Linked DNA regions of Rattus norvegicus: regions 2 and 3 are each linked to region 1. A link is a contact called in public Hi-C data. All regions are on one chromosome and are shown on one strand. The core of a region is the stretch at or near the end of the contact, and the rest is flanking DNA. Distances in the headings are between cores, read along the strand shown.

What was found. A called contact is a pair of places that touch in the nucleus more often than the background predicts.
Region 2: a contact with region 1 is called in a Hi-C map of liver, with 4 times the contacts expected there. The contact joins the enhancer-like site here to the promoter of Ppp1r3b in region 1. A contact is called at or near these places in 2 of 12 Hi-C or Micro-C datasets (both in liver).
Region 3: a contact with region 1 is called in a Hi-C map of liver, with 2.6 times the contacts expected there. The contact joins the enhancer-like site here to the promoter of Ppp1r3b in region 1. A contact is called at or near these places in 2 of 12 Hi-C or Micro-C datasets (both in liver).

What each region holds. Positions count from the first base shown.
Region 1 is chr16:63,544,326-63,547,964 of GRCr8, forward strand. Ppp1r3b (protein phosphatase 1, regulatory subunit 3B) reads right to left here and starts at 1,350. Exons shown (of 2, transcript NM_138912.2): 1 at 1,148-1,350.
Region 2 is chr16:63,502,467-63,506,359 of GRCr8, forward strand. No RefSeq gene overlaps it. Among named protein-coding and RNA genes, the nearest start is that of Ppp1r3b, 41 kb to the right of the region's middle. Within about 2 kb of position 1,670, at least 4 of the 93 cell types and tissues checked have an H3K27ac peak or open chromatin away from gene starts, as enhancers often do. A contact at or near this core is called in liver, where this site is marked.
Region 3 is chr16:63,484,358-63,487,712 of GRCr8, forward strand. All of the region lies in intron 3 of LOC102553369 (a long non-coding RNA gene), which reads right to left. Among named protein-coding and RNA genes, the nearest start is that of Eri1, 59 kb to the left of the region's middle. Within about 2 kb of position 1,939, at least 4 of the 93 cell types and tissues checked have an H3K27ac peak or open chromatin away from gene starts, as enhancers often do. A contact at or near this core is called in liver, where this site is marked.

The sequences.
Region 1 (3,639 bases), core at 100-2,599:
ACTGTCTCCACTTTCTCCCTGGTTCCTGGACGTCTTTGCCAAATGGACCAATTCCTTCCCTGCCTAGAAGAAACCTTTCTTTCTCCTGGACCCGCAAGCTGAGAGAGGGCCACATTCCAACAACTCTACAAGTTCCCCACTCAAGACTTTTGTAGCTTTCTCGTCTCTGTTTCTCCGTGGGCCTGCCATCCACTGTTCTGAAACTACTGTCCGGTTCCCAGCCTCTTCTCTGGGTTCAAAACGGCAGCTGCGAACAAGTCCCTGGGGGCAGGTCAGCGAGTCCCGATCCCACCAGCCGTTCTCCGAGGGTGCTGTGCCTGCACCCGGTCCCCGGTCTCCCCACGAGTCTGCTTCGACAGGGTCTGCACCTACCTCTCCCGCGGCGCTGCAGCCGGGGTCGCTGCTCGCTGGCCTCATGGGAGAGCCTGAAGAGAAGTGACAGGGTTGACTGCTGCCACTGAACTACGTGAGCGTCGGGGTGTCCCGGAGGTAGGGCCTGGGCTTAGTTCCCGGAGACGAACAAGAGGGAGGAGCCCAAGTTATCACACCAGGGCGGGACCTGGCGTCCGGACAACCCAGACGGGAGCAGCGCCTCACGAGCACCCCCACGCGGGCTGCCCCGTTCCCGGGTGGAGCTCACCTCGATCCTATTGCCTGAGTGCAGCAAAGGGTGATCTGAACCAAACTAGGGAGTAGTAGGAACAAGTCCACACTACTAGATGGAGTCAGGGCTGGGACGCGGGGTTTCTTGCATCTATTTCGTAAAACGGGAAACTGAGGCCCTGGGGGGCTTGTGTTTGGACTCCAGATTCCGCAGCAAAAACCTGGAATTGTCCTCCAAAAGTGTCAAATCTCAGGTTGGGGATGTGCCATAACAGGACTTGCCACATCTTTTCTGTTCAGGACGTCCCCCCTGGCTACGTTTCGCGGGCTAACTCGGCGCAGGGATTTCGGGGCTCCCCTCTAGGCTCCATCCCAGCTCGAGTCCCTGAGATGTTTCTGCACGTTGAAGCGACAAACTACCTGAGCCCTGTGAGTCAGTGTAAGTGAGACAAGTGGTTAAGTGGCGGGGAACTCTCCAGCGTGCCCCTCACCCGCAGATTTCCTGGCCCTGTACCTTGAGCTAGAGGCTTGGGGAGGTACGTACCCGGTACAGCTCTTGACTATGGAGGGGAGACCCTTCAGCCCGCCCCACCATCTGAGCTGGATGACAGTGACAGCAACCACGACGGCAAAAGCGGGGCAGGCACTCGGCTTGGTCCTTGCAACAGCAGCCCTCTCACCTGCTCTCTGGCTTTCAGCACTCTGGATTCTGGCTCCAGCAGCCCGTGGCGCCCTTTAACTTTCCAGCCACCTCTCCCTACTAAGGGTGCTCTCCAAGACCCCCTTTTCCCTCCCCCACGTGAACGCGGGACTCAGCCAATGAGCAATCTGGACACGAGCCGCGGACCAATAGCCATACTTGGGGCGAGCAGCACTCCGCCACGTGATCTGCAGCGTGTGGCGAGTGACAGGGCTGGAATCCAGGATTTGGGACAGGGACAGCAGGTCACAGTTTCATCAGGAGCCGGGGTACCCACGCCAAGGGGTGGAGGCGATTTCCTACGGTGGAAGGTCCGGTTGTAGAGAGACTGACCCAGGATCATAGGCTGTGTGCAAAGTTCCCTATTGCTTATAACAAAGTTCTAACCAGATCATAGACTCCCGGGTGTAAAAGGCAGTGTTGTGTTGTCTTTCCACTGGCTCCTCCTTTGCCCTATGTAGGACAAAAAGCCCCAGGGTTTACAGATGGCTATGACCTTCCCAGAGTGCCTAGAGGCAAGTATTCTCCACTCCCTCCCCATTTTGATTTTATCTGCATCTTCAGCTGTAGTGTCCCAAGCATTCGCTGAATCCTGCTTTCTGGCCATTAATTACGCTAGCAAAATCTTTTCCTTGGAGATGTTATCTGGTGGAACATCACTCTCATGTTCACAGGACTGCAGTCGTGGCTGAGGATTAGTGGTGTATTTAGGAGACTGCCTGACTTGGATACAGTAGCCATCTGCTGTCCCCAGCCTCTGTGCCCCTGGGGTTCTGTACATGATAGTGACTTTAGGAACCAATGACTCCTCTTGGGAAATCTATGGATCTGAGCGGCCACTTGAGGTAGGCTCATAGTTTTCTACCTTTAATGAGTAGTGAATTTTTCGGGATGTTGCTAATTGATACAGGGTTGCCAACTTTAAAAAGTGTTAAGTCAACACATTAAAACAAATCTACCACCCACCCACCCTTACTGTTTTGAAACAGCATCTTGTTATGTAGCTCACAGAGATCTCCAACTTAACTCTGTAGTTCAGGCTAGCTGCAAATTTATGGCTTTCCAGGGATTATCAGTGTGCGCCACCACTTACTGACTTTTTGGTGAGGTTTGTTTGTTTGTTTGTTGAGACAAAGCTTTTCTAGGATATCCCTGGCTATCCTAGAATTCACTCTGTAGACCAGGCTGTACTTGAACTTAGTGAATTAAAAAAAAAAGAAAGAAAGAGATAAAGAAAAGAAAGAAAGAGAGGGGGAGGGAGGGAGGAAGGGGGAGAGAGAGGGAGAGAGGAAGGGGAGAGAGAGGGAGGGAGAAAGGGGAGAGAGAGGGAGAGAGGGAAAGAGGGAGAGGAAGGACATGGCTACCAGTCCGGTGAACAAGGTTGAGTGTGGATTCGAGGGAGAGCATAGCCGTAGGCAGAGACATCTGGGAGAGTTCAGAGCAAATGTGACCCTGAGCTAGGCTACGTGAGGAGAGGAGGGAGGGGAGAGGAGATACTGACCAAGAGACCAGGAGGATAAGGGGTAAACTAAAAGACTCAAGCAACAAAAATGTCTAGACGGCATATATAGGAAGGGCAGCTAGGGGAAGGACAACCCAGCCTCTGGGCTGAGAAATTTAGGGTAGGGATAGGGTATGAGGGGCTGAGGGATCTGGGAAGAGCCTGATGGCCAGGTCTGCTTTGATAGGTTACATAGACACCTTAATTAGCCACTTGTTCCGGCTTTACATCTGACAGAGATCTGCCTACCCCTGCCTGTTGAGTGCTGGAGCTAAAGGTGTGTCACCAGGCCCAGCTACCAACGACTTTTGAAAAGTATTCTTGCTTTGAGAACAACGGGACACAAGAAGGTCACTATTCATTAACTCATACTGGTGATATTTAGACTTATGGAAACTTTAGCATGTTTGGGGGGGGTGGGTTACTCTATGCGCGCGCGATATAGGAGCAGCTTTCAATATAAGTAGACAGGCAAGATTATAACACTAATGGGCTACAATAACCTGATACAAGCCCAAGGCTCTAATGGGAGCATCCCCAGCCCAAGTAATAAGGACCTTCCTTCTTTTCTGATGGGCAAATCTGATCAAGGACTGCCTGTGAATCTGCTATTGAAACTGAAGATCTCTTTGCATTAGCCATAAGTTGAAAGTAAATAAAACCAAGTGCTGGCTACAAATGAAGAGAGCACGTCACTGGAAGGAGGAAACATGGAGCCACGAAGTATTGCAAAATATATGCAGGCGAAGGGTGATCAGACCCTAGCTGGGAAGAAGTTGGAACAAGCAAATGTAATTTTATGGCGCAAGGGTTTGGAATCGTCATCTTCCTTACA
Region 2 (3,893 bases), core at 420-2,919, 42 kb before region 1:
CAAAGGTTCAGGCCATTATTGTCAAGACGGGAACATGGAAGCATCCAGGCAGGCATGGTGCAGGCAGAGCTGAGAGTTCTACATCTTCCTCTGAAGGCCACTAGGAGAAGACTGACTTCCATACTGGGTGGAGCTTCATAGCCCACCCCACAGGATGCACTTCCTCCAGCAAGGCCGTACCTCCCAACAGTGCTACCCCTGGGCCAAGCATTTTCAAATTACCACACTTGGTTCACGACATCTCTTTGTTGGGCTCTGACCATCAAAACATAGTAGAAGTGCGGTGAGTATGGATTCCCAAGACTCCACGACTCATAAGCATAATGCTACAGAGGGAAGAAAATGATGTTCAGAGTGGAAGAACCCTGGTGTTTCATAGTGGAAAAGCTGTGAGACCACGAGAAGTGTGGTGGTGCCGTCTGTCTTGCATGCTTGTGAGGACTGGGGGCATTAGGCCTCTGTCCCTGGGGAAGGGTGAGGGGTGATGAATATAAACATCTTGCCTCTGCCCAGCTCCCTACCTCCCTGCCACCCCAAGACAGGGTTTTCCTGTATAGTCCTGGCTGTCCTGGAACTCGTTTTTTAGACAAGACTGGCCTTGGATTCTCTGCCTCCCTAGTTCTGGGATTAAAGGTCTAATCCACTACCGCCCTGCTCCAGCTCATTTTTAGATAAGGGCTCACACTTTTTCAGTTTTGAAATTTAAACCTTTTCTAGCTAAGAAGTGATGATCTTTCCCAAACTGTAGGGGGATTTTCGTGTGTTGTTACATCAGCACTTGGGTGGGGACAATATCCCTGGGTTTCATCAGAGTTGAAAAAAAAATTCCACGATTTAAAGAGGTGATAGCCAGTTTTATGTTACTGTAATGAATCCCCGAGATGATCTGATTAGAGAGAGAAAATATTTCTTCTGGCTCATTGCTTTAACCAGGGGTCTGATCCTGTTGCTTTGGGCCTATGGCCTAACAACCCATCCTGATTGGGACACCCCACAAACAAAACCACTCATCTCAGAACCAAGAAACAAAAGGGGGAAGGAAGAAGTGGAGTCCCACAGTTCCCTTCAGGCAGACCCCCAAAGACCTAAAGACCTATTAACGTCCTACTTCCTGCAGCTCTCACCACCTTCCATAGCACCAGATGAGGTCCTCAGCCCTGATTCCAGCTCTGTCCCTGCCTTTAAGGAATTTACAGCCTGCAAAAGTGAGCAAAAGCATGTTATCACTAATCACTCAAATTGATAGAGATTCCACACCCGAGACTGGGCTCTGAAGCAAAGAGCAGAGGAGTCCTAGATAGCTAGGATAGAAACTTAGAAAATGCCATTCGGTAAGCAAGGAAGAGGCTGGGGGATTAGGGGACACACCCTCCTGGCTTCACATCTCGCTGCAAGACAGCTGCACCCAGGCTGCTGGCAGGGTACAATGCAGGTTCTGCCCTGTCTGGAGGAGCGGGGGATGTGGTCAGCTGAGCATGAAGGGCTTGAAGGGTGGGATGCCCTGGGACTCCTCTCACCAAGAGGGCCCCTTGGGAACACTGTCTACCTGGGGAGGAAAATTTCCTCCTTCCGCTAAACTGCCAGTCCGCCGAGTTTCTGCTGCACGAAGCACAGCTAAGCTGTTAAATTTTAAAGTTGATCAAGTCTAGTTTCTGAGAAAAAAAAAGAAAGAAAAGTGTGTTCTTTGCTCAATTGATCTCTCTGAGGGCATGGTCAGGAGGACAGGTAGGTCACCGTGTCAACAAAGTTTGGAGGGGAAAAACAGGGACACTCGACAGCTTCCAGCAATTTCTTGAAGTTGGAGAGGGGGTTAGGTAATTGCATAGTTCAGTCCCCTTCTGTTTATGGGAGGAAGTGGGGACTAAGAGTTGACATGACTTCTGAGTTTCTTAAACTGAGTTCTCTGCTTAAAGGAGGAGCCAATAGAGAAGGGGTGTTTGAGACAGGTACCTTGCTCAAGGTTCATTTTAACGCTGTGACCTCTTTACTAAGAGAGAAGACACCCCCTGCAGTCTATAACCTTGTCTGCCGCGAAGGGACTCCACCTGCATCATCTATCTGCACCGGGGCCTGTGCGTATTTATTCTCTGGAGTCCTGCTCTTTGCTCTCTTTATTTTTCCTGCCCCCACATTTGTGTTTGTTCTTGGGGCTCGCCATGCATAATGCTGGAGTCCACGGGTGTAACTCGAGCTCAGCACTAAATATAGCCAGAGCTATCACGGGAGGCGCCCATACATGTCAGCCCCGTTCAGTGTCTACAAACCGCGCCCTCAGCTGCAGACACAGGGCAGGCATCTGCATTGCTTTCCTGAGAGGTCATTTTGAAATGGAAACTGTCACTGAAAGCTGGGGTGACCTGGGTCAGCAAGAAACCAGTGCTTATCACAGCCACACCCCTGCTTCGTCTCTGGTATGCCCAGACGGTGCAGGGGCTGAGGTAAGCTTCCCCCTCCCATCTCCATCCAACAAACAATTTAACGACATAGTCCCTGTGGTCTCCATTCCCACCCCATGGTCCTCTGAAAGAAACTGGAATGTTCCTGTAAGGATATCACCCAAGAATATTGTTCGTGTTCCTGGAGGAGACTGACGTGTGGGTTAATGTTGATTCTTGCTCCAAATCAGAGAGCCACAGTTCCCAGACAGTGCAATCAAACTCCTCACTGCACAAGGTCAGCTTCCAACTCCATTTCCTCCACAAAGTCCTTTCTTAACCCTGGGGTCCACGCATTTCTCTCTTGCCGAGAGTGATTACTGTACCGGCTAAAAGTCGGCTGTGTGCTTCATAAATTATTTGTAGCTTTTATCTTGTCAGAATGGGTGCAAAGCTGCTAGGAATTTGAGCCCAGGCCTTCTGCTTTCCCACTGTGGAGGCAGCATCAGGCCTGACTGAGTTCTTGCTCTCTTGAGAACATGGAAGAAGGTATTCTGCCCCTCCTTACTTCCCTTGCCCAGAGTAGAGTCAGCCATGAGTTATCCTAAGGCTGGGGACTGACAAACAAGGAGAGGTGGTCTGAACGGAGCAGGGGCCTCTTAAGCAAATAAATTCAGTGTCAGAAGGAAGACTCTTGCTCTGTGAGCTGAGTCATCTGGAGGACAGCGGGGTTGGTGGGGGCAGAGAGAGACAGAGACAGAGAGACAGACAGACAGACAAGAGACAGAGACAGACAGACACAGAGAGACAGACAGACAAGAGACAGAGACAGACAGAGACAAAGACAGAGCCAGAGAGACAGGCAGACAGACAAGAGCCAGAGCCAGAGCCAGAGACAGACAGACAGACGAGAGACAGACAGACAAGAGACAGAGACAGACAAACACAGAGACAACAATGAATAGAGACAGACAAGAGACAGAGATAGACAGACACAGAGACAGGCAGACAGACAAGAGACAGAGACAGACAGACACAGACAGACACAGAGAATAGAGACAGACAGACAGAGGGTAGACAGAATAGAGCTTGGAGCTCATTACTTCATCCTTCAGGCGAGCTGACACCAGATCCGTGAGATCCTCAAGACTGGAGTTGCAAGCCTCTGCAAGAACACTGCATGCAATGACACCTTCTTCCAAGCTAAAGCCCCTCTCTCCCCTTCCCTGCCTCCCAGCCCCTGGGAACACACACAGTCGCATTCACCAGAGCATCCTCCACAGAGCTTACTACCCAGGAAGAAGGTTGCTCCTCAACTACATTGCATTCAAAGTACTAAGTACAAAATACTCAGAAAGGACCATTACATGGGGTGACCGAGCTAAAGTTGGGGGCTCTTAGGGGTGTGACATGAGAGATTTAGAAGCAGAAGAGTTACTGGTGGGAATTTGTTGCAATAATTTCAGGGGTCAAATCTGCTTTGAGCTATCTCAAGGCTGACTGTGGAGAAGAAAAGAC
Region 3 (3,355 bases), core at 689-3,188, 59 kb before region 1:
GGGGAGGGGGTAAAAGATTTATTGTGGAATTTCAACTTGGGAACGAAATGACATTTCAGAAAAACTCTTCAGGGATCTTTGCTGAAGAATGCTGACAGCAGATCCTTGGCGAAGGTCCGGAACACTGCGGAGGATTATCCAGTACACGGGGTAAGGAAGTACTGTTAAATCCCCATTTCTGTAGATGCACCCTGACTAAAGTTCCTGAGGCCATTTCATTCTGGAAAACAACAATAGTTTAGCTGGGGACAGATGGTGGGCTTCATTGTGTGGTGCAGAGAGGACGCTAAACTGGTTTGCGATTGTGCACTCTCAGGGTAACTCACCTATTCCTATGTTAATGGCATTTAACCATGTACGAGGCCAGAAATGTCAGGTTCTAATCACCCCCTCCACACTGGGGATTGAAGGTACAACACATAGCCGGACAGCAGTAGTGAGTGGTACCTGCCTTTAATCCCAGCACGAGAGCAGAAGTAGGTAGATCTCCGAGTTCAAGGCCAGCCTGGTCTAAAGAGCAAGTTTCAGGATGGCCAGGGCTACAAGGAGAAACCTTGTCTCAAAAAACTACGTCTAGATAAGTAGTATAGATAGGACAGGACAGCATAGGATAGGATAGGATAGGATAGGATAGGATAGGATAGGATAGGATAGGATGGATGGATGGATGGATGGATGGATGGATGGATGGATGGATGGGTGATGGGTAATGGGTGGTAGGTGGTGGGTAGATAGATGGGTGGGTGGGTAGATAGATGGGTGGGTGGGTAGATAGATGGATGGGTGGGTGGAATGGATGGATGGATGATGGATGGATGGATGGATGGATGGATGGATAAGATATAGGACAGATAGAATGGATACATACATACATACCATACAGACATACATACATGCATATATATATGCATACATGCATGCATGCATACATACATACATACATACATACATACATACATACATACATACATACATACAACACAACACATGACCTATGGGGACTCTTTTGAACTTTGACAATCTTATTTAAAATGTGCCTGGGATGTGAGCACAAAAGAACTTGCTTGGAGTTTAAACAATTGTGTAGCCCAAGTAGTCTTACCTGATGGCTATGTCCTACAGGCCTCTAGGAGCTTTGATGGCCAACCTGCATTTGAGCGAACATTCTGAATTGTGTAGAAGCCCCACCATCTTCCTCTGGTTTCCTACAGCTGTTCATGGGTTTCTTCTGTTCTCCTTTGTTGACTTTTGCCTTTATTGGCCATGGTCAACTGGTTTCTATGCATTTTGGGGACCCTAAACTCTCAGGATTGTAACTGTGGACTTTCCAATCATGTGGTGGGAACATGGTTTCCTCTTCATTCTGCCCCTTCTACAGGCTCCGTAGGAACAGATTGAGTGGAAACTGGCTAACTTTGGAGAAACCATACAGATCAGAATTGGTGAGTTAAACCTTAAAATGCTGTATCGAAATATTAATTGATAAAATATAATGTATGGAATTTTCTTCAAAATGACCCATGCTGGAAGGGCAAGTGGGCAGAGAATTTGGTTAAACGAGACTAAGTTCATAGTTGAAGCCCAGAATAAATAGCACACTGGGGTTCATTATACAAGCCTGCTTATTTTTGTATATGACTGAAAATTCCCATAATAAATCCTTTGTGAATGGCTGCTGAGATAACTATTTTAGAACACCCGGGCTGTCTCTGGTTTGGGCAGTTTCTCTCTGGCCACCTTTCTCTCCGACATGTTTATTTAGCTCTGCTTTTTCCCCTGACCCTGATTTCTTTCCCCTTTGCCCTATTATGAAGCACTAAATCCCTAGACTCCTTACTTAGAACTTTTAATTCTTAGTCAGTGTACAATAGCTTCATTATAACATTTTCAGGCACGCACACCAATGAACTTTGAGCATATTGACCTCTTCCTGTTGCTGTCTTTCCCATTTAAGGCAAACACTATAGCAAACGGCTATAACAAACAAAAGCAAACGGCTCTTTTTATGTACTGCAAATGATGTCATTCTTTGGTTACACTTCTCAACAGCCTACAGTTGGGGGAGACTGTTCTTATTATCAAACATACCTGTTGACAGTGACTTTGTGAACCATGTGGCTGTCTCCCGAGGAATTCTATCTTCCTTCTCCCCGACCTGGATCTTACACCCAGCTCAAAACGTCACTGCCTCCTCCCATCCCTTTACCACTCTGACCTTTGTTTAACCTCACAGCAGAATAGAAAGAACGAAGGGTGGACCTTTCTTATGGTTGTGGGCAACAGAATTGAGCGTCTTTCTAGAACATTCTATCTGGAGAAGTCAACCTTAAGAGATAGGCCTTGTTTATTTCTGATTTGGAGGGCAAGGAGAAATCCCCACGACCCCTAAAACTTTCTCTGCGGATTTCTCTCCCTCACACGTCTCTTGCTCCCTTTCCGAGAACTTCTGGCAAGAAACATGTTGACTCATGGTGGTTTATCATTTCCTTCCTCTGGCTCACTTCCAGTCAGGATGCTAATGAGTTGTCAAGTGATTGGCAGGGAAAGCAGACGACTTTCTACCTTCGGAAACTCCATCATCTTAGCCTTGATAATCTGGAGCCGACAGTGACAGGTGGAGACAGGGTTGCCAGAGTTAAGTTGGACACAAGCTGTCTCCTGCTCTCCAGCACAGGACAGCTGTGCTTCCTTTGAAGACCACAGTCTACACCGATTTGTTCCTGCAGACTATGTAGCAGCAAAAATGCTGGGTGTAGTTAAAGAGTTTGAATCTCAGTTCCATTGGTTGGGTGGATGTGTTGGGTGTCTCATCTTAGAGAACAGATTTTCTTGGTGACAAACAGATGCTTCTCTCCTTCCCCTCAATGACTAGGAGCTAGGCAGGACCCAGACCTCAAAGCCATCCAGCTGTGTGGAACGCCTTTCCAGGAAGACGAAGAAAGACAGTCATGAAATTCCCAGACTCATGACTACATGACTCTAGTCCAGTCACTCTGGGTACATTGAGGTGCAGCATGAGGTAAATTAGGGTGAGGCAGGTGGCATCGCCTAAATTTTAAAAGCCACCGGAGTAAAGGAACCAGATAAAATGTGGATGCCCACTTACTGTTAAATTTCAGATCTAGAATATGTTTTAACTTGAGTCAGTCCTTCATGTTGCATAGACACACATATTAAAATAAATATTTGCTATTTATCTGGAGTTGCATGGGTTCTATTTGTTGGTAACCCTCAAAAGCCAATCACAGTAGCAGCCTATCTGTTGAGCCACTAAATGTGGCTGTGGAACAGTTTCTGGAGATAATGAAGGTCTTGAGTGCAGTAGCCGTGCCTTATTCTGATCCACTTTAAGTGA